Linked DNA regions of Mus musculus: region 2 is linked to region 1. The links are chromatin contacts, called in public HiChIP or PLAC-seq maps. All regions are on one chromosome and are shown on one strand. The core of a region is the stretch at or near the end of the contact, and the rest is flanking DNA. Distances in the headings are between cores, read along the strand shown. Region 1 overlaps Gm5544 (predicted gene 5544). Region 2 overlaps Zfp697 (zinc finger protein 697).

Region 1 (4,157 bases), core at 1,234-3,733:
TGTTTCTTCCTAGTAACCCAAGGGTAACTAAGACAACGTGTCTGTCTATTTCAATTAGCAAGTTCAAAAACAAGAGTACAGGGAAAAGAGGCTGTGGGGAGGCTCAGTGAGTAACTCCCTGCATAAGCACGGGATCTGAGTTCGAACTTTCCAGCACCCATGTAAACAGCAGGGCATGGAGCCCAGCATTCAGGAGACTGAGGCAGGTGCACCTCAGAGTTTGAAGCCAGCCTGGTTGAGAGAAAGATCAAGACTCAGGACAGGGAAAGCCAGGACTACCCGAAGAAACCCTTTCTCGAAAAGCCAAACTAAATCAGAACCCAAAACAAACAACAAAGGCAGGGCGTGTCTGAACACGCTTGTAACCTGAGCACTGTGGAGTGGAGACAGAAAGATCCCAAGATCTGGCCCTGGCCAGCCTGCCTCACAGAAATGATGAGCTTAGTAATAAGAGTGTCTTAAAATAACAAGGAATTGTTAAGGAAGAGGGTAGTACTGAAAGAAGTCCTCCTCTGCCTCAAGATGCATGCATACGGGTGTCACCCCCTACCTAACAGGATATGCAACAAACAAGAATACAGGACAAGTTAAAGAATATAGTGGTATTATTATATCTCATTGCCTCATTGTATCTAGTCAGACACAGACACACAGACACACACACACACACACACACACACACACACACCCTGCCCTTAAAAGCTCAGAGCATGTCCAGACACCCAGCACATCACAATGACTCTTCCTTACATGTCGTAGCCTCTCCCCATCAAAGCCTGTCTTTTTCTGACAGCCCTGTGACACTGGGTAGAGGAGACAGAACAGCTGTGGCTAGGGCTTACTCATCTGTACAGTTACTAGATGGTGACAGCTAGAAATATAACACGCGTAAAGGTTTCATGTAATCTTAACCTTTGTAAAAGCCACATTGGGGCATATGGTTTTAATTTTAATAGAAACTCAACCATCCCTGCTCCTGCCAGATGAGAGCATCAAACCTTAGGTAAGAGGTGACTTGTTAAGATGTTGAGAGAGGAAAGGAGAGCCCCTCCCATTTAAAATAAAAGAAAATGCAGAGAGATTGTAAAGATGAGTCAGCAGTTAAGAGTGTGAGCTTGCTGCCTTTTTTTTTTTTTTTTTTTTTTTTTTTTAATTTGAAATGCACTGGCGTGAGAGTGTCAGATCCCTTGGAACTGGACTTACAGACAGTTTGAGCTGCCATGTGAGTACTGGGAATTGAACCCTGCTGCTTTGGAAGAGCAGACAGTGCTTTTAACCACTGAGCCACCACTCCAACTCCATACCTGCTGTTTTTACAGAGGACCTGGGTTCTGTTCCAAGCATTCATATCAGATGGATGATAGCTGCCTGTAATACCAGTCCCAGTGGATCCAATACCCTCTTCTGGCCTCTACTGGCAACTCATGCACGCACACACACACACACACACCAAACAAATCTTTAAAAAACTAACACTGAAATCTATTCTTTATTGTTCATGCACAGCACCCAAGCCCTTGCCTCCGTGAGCAGCCCAGGAATTCTCTGTTCCCATATGAATTTTTCTTTTCTAAAGATTGCAATGGGGGGCTGGAGAGATGGCTCAGAGGTTAAGAACACTGACTGCTCTTCTGAAGAGTTCAAATCCCAGCAACCACATGGTGGCTCATAACCATTTGTAATGAGATCTGACTCCCTCTTCTGGAATGTCTGAAGACAGCTACAGTGTACTTACATATACTAAATAAATAAATAAATAAATAAATAAATCTTTAAAAAGAAAAAAAAAAGAAGAACGTAATGGACTCATCTGGTCATAATCTGTGACAGATACAGTCACCCAGCTACTGCAGTTTGGAGGAAGCACTCATGATTCTTACACATCGCCTGAGGGATGTACTCGACTATTGCAGCATGCGGGTAAACCCTAGGCACACGCCCAGACTGAGGCTTGCTGAATTGGTGCCTCCCAGTCCCAGTCCCCTCTTCCCTGAAGAAGGTGGGAAGGAAGGTGGGAAGACAGGAAGAGAGCCATGAGGAATAAGGAGAGAGAAGGAGGGAGGTTGGGAAGCAAGAGGAAGGGAAAGGGAATTTCAAACATTTCCCTGACTACAGACTCCATTCTTTCACTTATTAGAGCCTTTCTAACTCACTGCTGTCAAAGTTGCTAAAGCCAAGACACCTCTACCACTTGTAAAGACGCTAATGCCAGAAAAGGAAACCCATTTCTCCAAAAAACGTCTCCCTGACCTCCCACTATGTTATGTCCCAGATGCCTCCATTTTAGTTTCAGCATTGAGCTGGGTCTTGGCAGAGCTGGGTCAGAAGCCGAAAGCTAAACATGCTTTGAGCTAAGGGACGAGCGAGACCCCAGGGCACATCTCATCTCTTCCCCAGTGAGCCTCCAGTCAGCCCTGGTTGGGTCAAAGGGTGAGAGGGGAACTTAACAGGCTCAGGCTCAAGCAAGCCCTCCTCCCAGCTGCGTGAACAGCACTTCCTGTTCTGTTCTCTGAAGTGTGAGCTTGGCACCCTGTGAAGACCCAAGAGCCTACTTCTAGCCAAGCAAAGCATCCTTTCCTCCACACTGAGAAGGTGGAGGAAAGATTCTCTGAGTTCTGACTCTTCAAAAGCAGGGGCCGGCTCTCCCCTCCCGGATTCTGAGGTAGCCAGGGAGGTGAATTCTAAGACGCTGTGCTGTGCACCCTGGGGATTTCCCAGCCTTCCTGGTGCTTAAAGTATGCATTCCATACCTTTCACGCCCTGCCATATACTCCAGGCTTTGGGATTATCACTTTTGATAGTAAGGGGAAGAAATACACATAGGTAGGCTGTGGTAAAATCAGACGCAAAATGTTTTTGATCCTCCCATTTCTCTTCTCTCCCCACTGAAGGAGGGACCGGGAAATAAGCGTTCTCACCTAGGACACAGGGTATAGCACGCACATGGAACATGGGAGTTCCCGTTAGTCAGGAAACCCGATAGATACAAAGAGTCTGCATCACTACAAACAGCGTTTCAGGTAGACAGACAGCGAAGGTTTACCAAGGACGTGGGAATCAGCACAGGCTGAGAGCGATTAACCAATACCCTCCCCAGATTTTCATCCTCGGGGCTGGCCTGAACTCAGAGCTGGGCTAGAATAAGGCATTAGCAATGAATAGTTGGTCCACAGCCATTTGCTTCTGAAACCTTCCCTTAGTCTCTATATCTCTGGTGCCTTTTCTTTTTAAAAAAAATTATTTTATGTGTATAAGGGTCTCTCTCTCTCTCTCTCTCTCTCTCTCTCTCTCTCTCTCTCTCTCACACACACACACACACACATTACAGATGGTTGTGTACCACTATGTGGACTGCAAGAGCAGTCAGTGATCTTAACCATGTCGCCATTTCTCCGCCCCCCCTGCCCCCCACCAGTGGCTTTTTGTCTCTATGCTGCGGTGACCCAGGAAGGCTGTGAGGGAAGTAGATGAAGGTGATGATTTATTAAACCCTGTGGCTTCTTGCTCCCTCACCAGAGGGTGCGTCTTGGGTCACGCCGGGCACTCAGCAGCTTTGTGGTGGGTATCGGTTTGTGCTTCCTCCCCTCTGCTTTCGATTCAATGCCTTCCTGTTGCAGTCTGAGCCTAATAAACCGCAGCCTCACAGCAGCTACCACAGCATGCAAACTGGATCCATGTAGGGCTAAGTGTGGGACGACAGGGGTGAGGGTAGGGAGGTAAGCAGAGGGGTAGAAGCTAGCTGGAAAGAAGAACAATTCCCAAGATAAAATGCCGTGCTGAGGAACAAGGATGCCTTCGAGTGTACTTCAAAGTCACCTCCTCCCTGGCTGCATTCAGCTGTGCTAACATCAATCCCGAGTGAACCTGGTTAAATACATGTTCATGTGCATTATAGTGGGGGGTTCCTTTCCTTTTCCTTTTTTGAGTCAAGATTTGCTTATGTTAGCTGCAATCCAGCAAAACCCCTGCCTCTCAGCGACTGGACTTACTGGCATATATCAACATACCCAGTTTAAATTATGATCTTAACATAGAGTTATTTAAAAATTCAGCGTCCAGGTTCAGTTCTGATCCAGATCAATGCCATTGTGAGGTTAGAACTCAGTCTGGATACATTTGAGGCCCTGCGGTAGAATGTGTCAGGGAAAGGAAAGTGC
Region 2 (4,157 bases), core at 622-3,121, 490 kb before region 1:
GGGCACACGCATGCAAATGAAGGCACCCCAACCTGTGAACTTGGCTTTCCTGCTCTACACAAATCTACACAAAGCCAGCAAAACTGAGCCAGCTAGTTGACTTTTGTGAACAGTTTCTGAGGCAGCTGCTGACAGTCTACCGGTTTCCTGAAACCTACTCTCCACTGACAGCTGAGACCTGGCAGGCAAGTCCTAATTTACATAGCAGATGGGGCCATCCCTAGGCACCCCTGACCCTACATGAAGCTTGAGCAGTTTCAAGAATTAGCGAAGAAACCGGTGCAGGATTTCCTAAGAGATCTAAGAACCAATGTATGTGGATTTCTAAACTTTTGCCCTTTGACATAACTGTGCAGTTTTTCTGCTCGATTTCCCCAGGATGTCTCAAAATAGCAGCTGGGGCTCATAGAAAGGGAAGTGGATACTTAGCAACCTCTTCTATAGGGATGAGAAGGGTCGTAATAGAGCTGATAAGTGAGGTGTTAGGGCAAACTCAGGCTTACCATGCCCCGGGAGTGTGACATTCTTATTTCTACCCGCTTTTTGTTGTACGCCTGTAACTCTAAACAAATCACCTATCTCAGTTCTCACACAGTCCAAGCCTCTCTACACAGCCCCAAATGCCTTTCCTCGGGGTCCTCCCAACTCTGCTTTTCCAAGCTTTTCACTCTTCGCAGTGTGTATTTAAGTAAGCTATCAAGTCAAGCACATCTTCTAAGAGTTACTTTGAAGGTGGAGGTAGGCACCTCGAAGTAACAACTCTTATTAACCATCTCCTGGGGGGTGGGGTGGCAAACACCAAAAGGCTCCCCCAGACACTCTCAGACTGTCCCTCCTGCCCCTTCCCCAACATCTACAGATCAGTAGCCAGACGACTCCCACCGCCGCCTCATTCGGATGCCCTCCCTAACACAAGTGCAACTTCTGGTGCTGTGCAAGGTGCGTCTTGTAGCGGAAGCCCTTGCCACAGCCCGCGCATTTGTGAGGCTTGTTGCCGGTGTGGATGCGCCGGTGGCGGATGAGGTGGGAGCTCTGGATGAAGCTCTTGCCGCACTCGAGACATGTGTAGGGCTTCTCGCCGGTGTGCGTGCGCTGGTGCTGCGTGAGCGTGGAGAAGTCGCTGAAGCGCTTCTCGCACTGGCCGCAGCCGAAGGGCTTCTCGCCGGTGTGCACGCGCAGGTGGTTGACGAGGTGCGAGTTGCGGCCGAAGCCCTTGCCACACTCCCGGCACACGTAGGGCCGCTCGCCCGAGTGCGTGCGCTTGTGCGTGAAGAGGTGCGAGCTCACGCTGAAGGTCTCGCCGCACTCGGAGCACATGTAGGGCTTCTCGCCCGTGTGCACGCGCTGGTGCTTCACCAGGTCCGAGCGCCAGCTGAAGCGCTTGCCGCACTCGCCGCAGCCGTGCGGCTTCTCGCCGGTGTGGATGCGCTGGTGATTGGCCAGATGCGAGCGGCGCACGAACCCCTTGCCGCACTCCCCGCATGCGAAGGGCCGCAGCGCCGCCGCCGAGCCCGCCGAGCCCGCGCCGCCGCCCGCCGCCGCGTGCGCGCGCCGGTGGCTGAGCAAGTGCGAGCTGAGGCTGAAGGCTTCGCCGCACTCCGGGCACGGGTAGGGCTTCTCGCCCGTGTGCAGGCGCCGGTGCTTGAGCAGGTCGGCGCGCCAGCTGAAGCTCTTGCCGCAGTCGGCGCACAGGTTGGGCCGCTCGCCCGTGTGCAGCCGCAGGTGGTTGGTCAGGTAGGTGTTGCGGCTGAAGCCTTTGCCGCACTCCCCGCAGCGGAAGGGCTTTTCGCGAGGGGGCCGGGCCAGCGTGGGCCCCGCCCCGAAGCCGCCGGCCACGCCCATGCCCACGCCCATACCCATGCCCATCATCCCCACCACTCCTCCGCACTCGCCGGCCAAACCGAAGGGCTCCAAGCTGGCCACGGCGGCGGCCTCTGCCAGGCGGTGGATGCGCTGGTGCTGCAGGAATGCGGCGCCCGGGCTAAAGCTCTCCCCGCAGTCTGGGCAGATGGTGGGCGCGTCCATGATACTGGCCATCAGGCTGTCTAGTTCCCCGAGGTCCATGGCCATGGGGTGATGGAGCCGGTGGAAGCGGCGGTGAGCAGGCTTGTCACCCCGGTGTCGACCGCCCAGGGAGAGGTGACGCCTCCAAGGAAGCACGGGAGTAGGCAATGGATCTTCCTCCTCTATCAAGCGGTTCTCCCCAGCGCTTTCCTCTTCTTCGTCTTCCTCCTCTTCATCTTCCTCTCCCCGCGGACTCCGGGATATGCTGTCAGATTCTGACAGTCCTGGGAACAGAGCCATGTCAGCCACACCAGGCTGGTCGTCCTCTTCCTCACGGAGGATAGCCCTTTCTTCCTCACTCAGCCGCCCCTCTGCAACAGACAAGTTGGCAATGGGGTCAACTAGACCTGATGTGCCAGGAGGGTGAGCCAAAGGAGTAATGCCCCTCCCCCAGCCCCCTTACCCCTACTTTTTACTCGGCCTCTTCCCTACCAGTTTCCTCCTGCTAAGACTAAAGGATAATGCACTCTGCCCCACTGCCAACTCTCCTGGCAGACACCGCCTACTAGACACCCCAGCTTCTGCTCAGCTGAATCACCTGAAGCCTGCGAATGGCTAGGTTTGTACCAGATGGGAATATGTTTCCAGAAGAAAAAAACGAGGCGGGGGTGGGAGGGGGGATTCTCAACCATACTTTCTAAAGCTAGAGCCTCAAAACACAAGTCATGTTAATCACAGAAAGTATGAGACCAGTAGGACTCATCAGGTCCCAGACAGATTCTAAAACAAAACAACAACAACAAAACCATTTGGTCAGTCTGGGAACAACGTGCAAGCATGTCCAACCTTTGACATTGCAACAGTGTTGTCATCTACCAAGTTTGTGCTCAAAAAGCAGTCAAGTCTTAAGAAAAAAAAAATCAAAAGAGCTCATCTCTATAGCACTGGTTCTCAACCTTCCTGATGCTGCGACCCTTTAATATATAATTTCTCATGCTGTAGTGACCTCCAACCCTAAAATTGCTTCCCTTGCTACTTCATAATTGTAATTATGCTTCTGTTATGACTTGTAATGTAATTACCTGTGTTTTCCAAGGGTCTCAGGCCAACCCCTGTGAAAGGGTCATTAGACGCCCACAAAGGGGTCAGGACCCACAGGTTGTGAACCACTGGGCTACACTGACGCGCATGCTTTATAATTTAATTTTGATACCCAGAACCTACAGAATGGACCCCCCCCCCTCTTCTACTCTCCATCTCTGTTCAGTGGGGGAGAGGTCACGAGGGTAGGGGAAGTGGCTAGAGACCCAGAACTTGCTTTCAGGTCAGAAATAGCAAGAGTGGTAACCAGGAACTTGGGCACTTGGGTAATCAGCCTCATGGACATAGGTAGGTCACTTAACCACCAAATTTGCTTCTAGAGAAGGAAATGATGATTTAACTAGAAATATCAATGTACTTCACCCAGCACTGTGCTAAGTCACTCTTTAAAATATATGTGTATGTGTGTATACATATATAAATTCATCTATTATGTATGAACGTGAGTTTATGTGTGCCAAGTACATGCAGGTACCTGCAGAGATGAGGACTTTGGATGCCCTGGAACTGATTCCAGGTAGTTATGAGCAGAATGATATGGGTGCTTAGAACTGAACTCAGGTCTTCTGCAAGAGTAGTAAGCATTCCTAACCACTGAGCCATCTCTCTGGGGTCCAAAGTCACTGTTTAAATCCAACACATCATGGTACTCCCCCAGCATCTATGAGATAGGCCCCAGTATTGGCTGCGATTCCACTGTAGTGTTGTCACAAGTGATCATCTGTAGCAAGGAGCAGCACCTAGGAGTGGCCTTTATTCATACTTACCAGTGTGGCCTCAGTGGCAGATGGTATAAAGGAATGAATACTCATGGCACCAACTTTTGGAGAGCCCACCCCTAGGTCCCCAGGATGCTGGCCCTGGTTGTATGCCAGTGGAATCCAATGTAAATGTGAGTTCTGCCACCTCAGAGGATACTCATTCTTCTCACCTGAACAGACAGTGGACGCTATGTCCCTCTCTCGTGAGTCCCCTCTTAGATCATCATCCTGTGGGTTGGAGTCCACTTCCTGCTCCAGGTGGCCTCTATCTTCTGTGTCCCATGGATTAGA

The links. HiChIP or PLAC-seq counts read pairs in DNA pulled down with a chosen protein or histone mark.
Region 2: an H3K27ac HiChIP or PLAC-seq map of microglia shows a contact between it and region 1, with 5 times the contacts expected there. The contact joins two enhancer-like sites. A contact is called at or near these places in 1 of 15 datasets of contacts at CTCF or cohesin (large pre-B cells), 2 of 115 datasets of contacts at active chromatin or transcription factors (embryonic stem cells and microglia) and 1 of 9 other capture datasets (embryonic stem cells).

The regions. Positions count from the first base shown.
Region 1 is chr3:97,931,772-97,935,928 of GRCm38.p6, reverse strand. All of the region lies in intron 1 of Gm5544 (predicted gene 5544), which reads right to left. Among named protein-coding and RNA genes, the nearest start is that of Gm5544, 3.7 kb to the right of the region's middle. Within about 2 kb of position 2,483, at least 135 of the 459 cell types and tissues checked have an H3K27ac peak or open chromatin away from gene starts, as enhancers often do. A contact at or near this core is called in microglia, where this site is marked.
Region 2 is chr3:98,425,380-98,429,536 of GRCm38.p6, reverse strand. It overlaps Zfp697 (zinc finger protein 697), which reads right to left. Exons shown (of 3, transcript NM_172863.4): 2 at 4,037-4,157; 3 at 1-2,375. The coding sequence ends at 907. Among named protein-coding and RNA genes, the nearest start is that of Gm4450, 30 kb to the left of the region's middle. Within about 2 kb of position 1,871, at least 202 of the 459 cell types and tissues checked have an H3K27ac peak or open chromatin away from gene starts, as enhancers often do. A contact at or near this core is called in microglia, where this site is marked.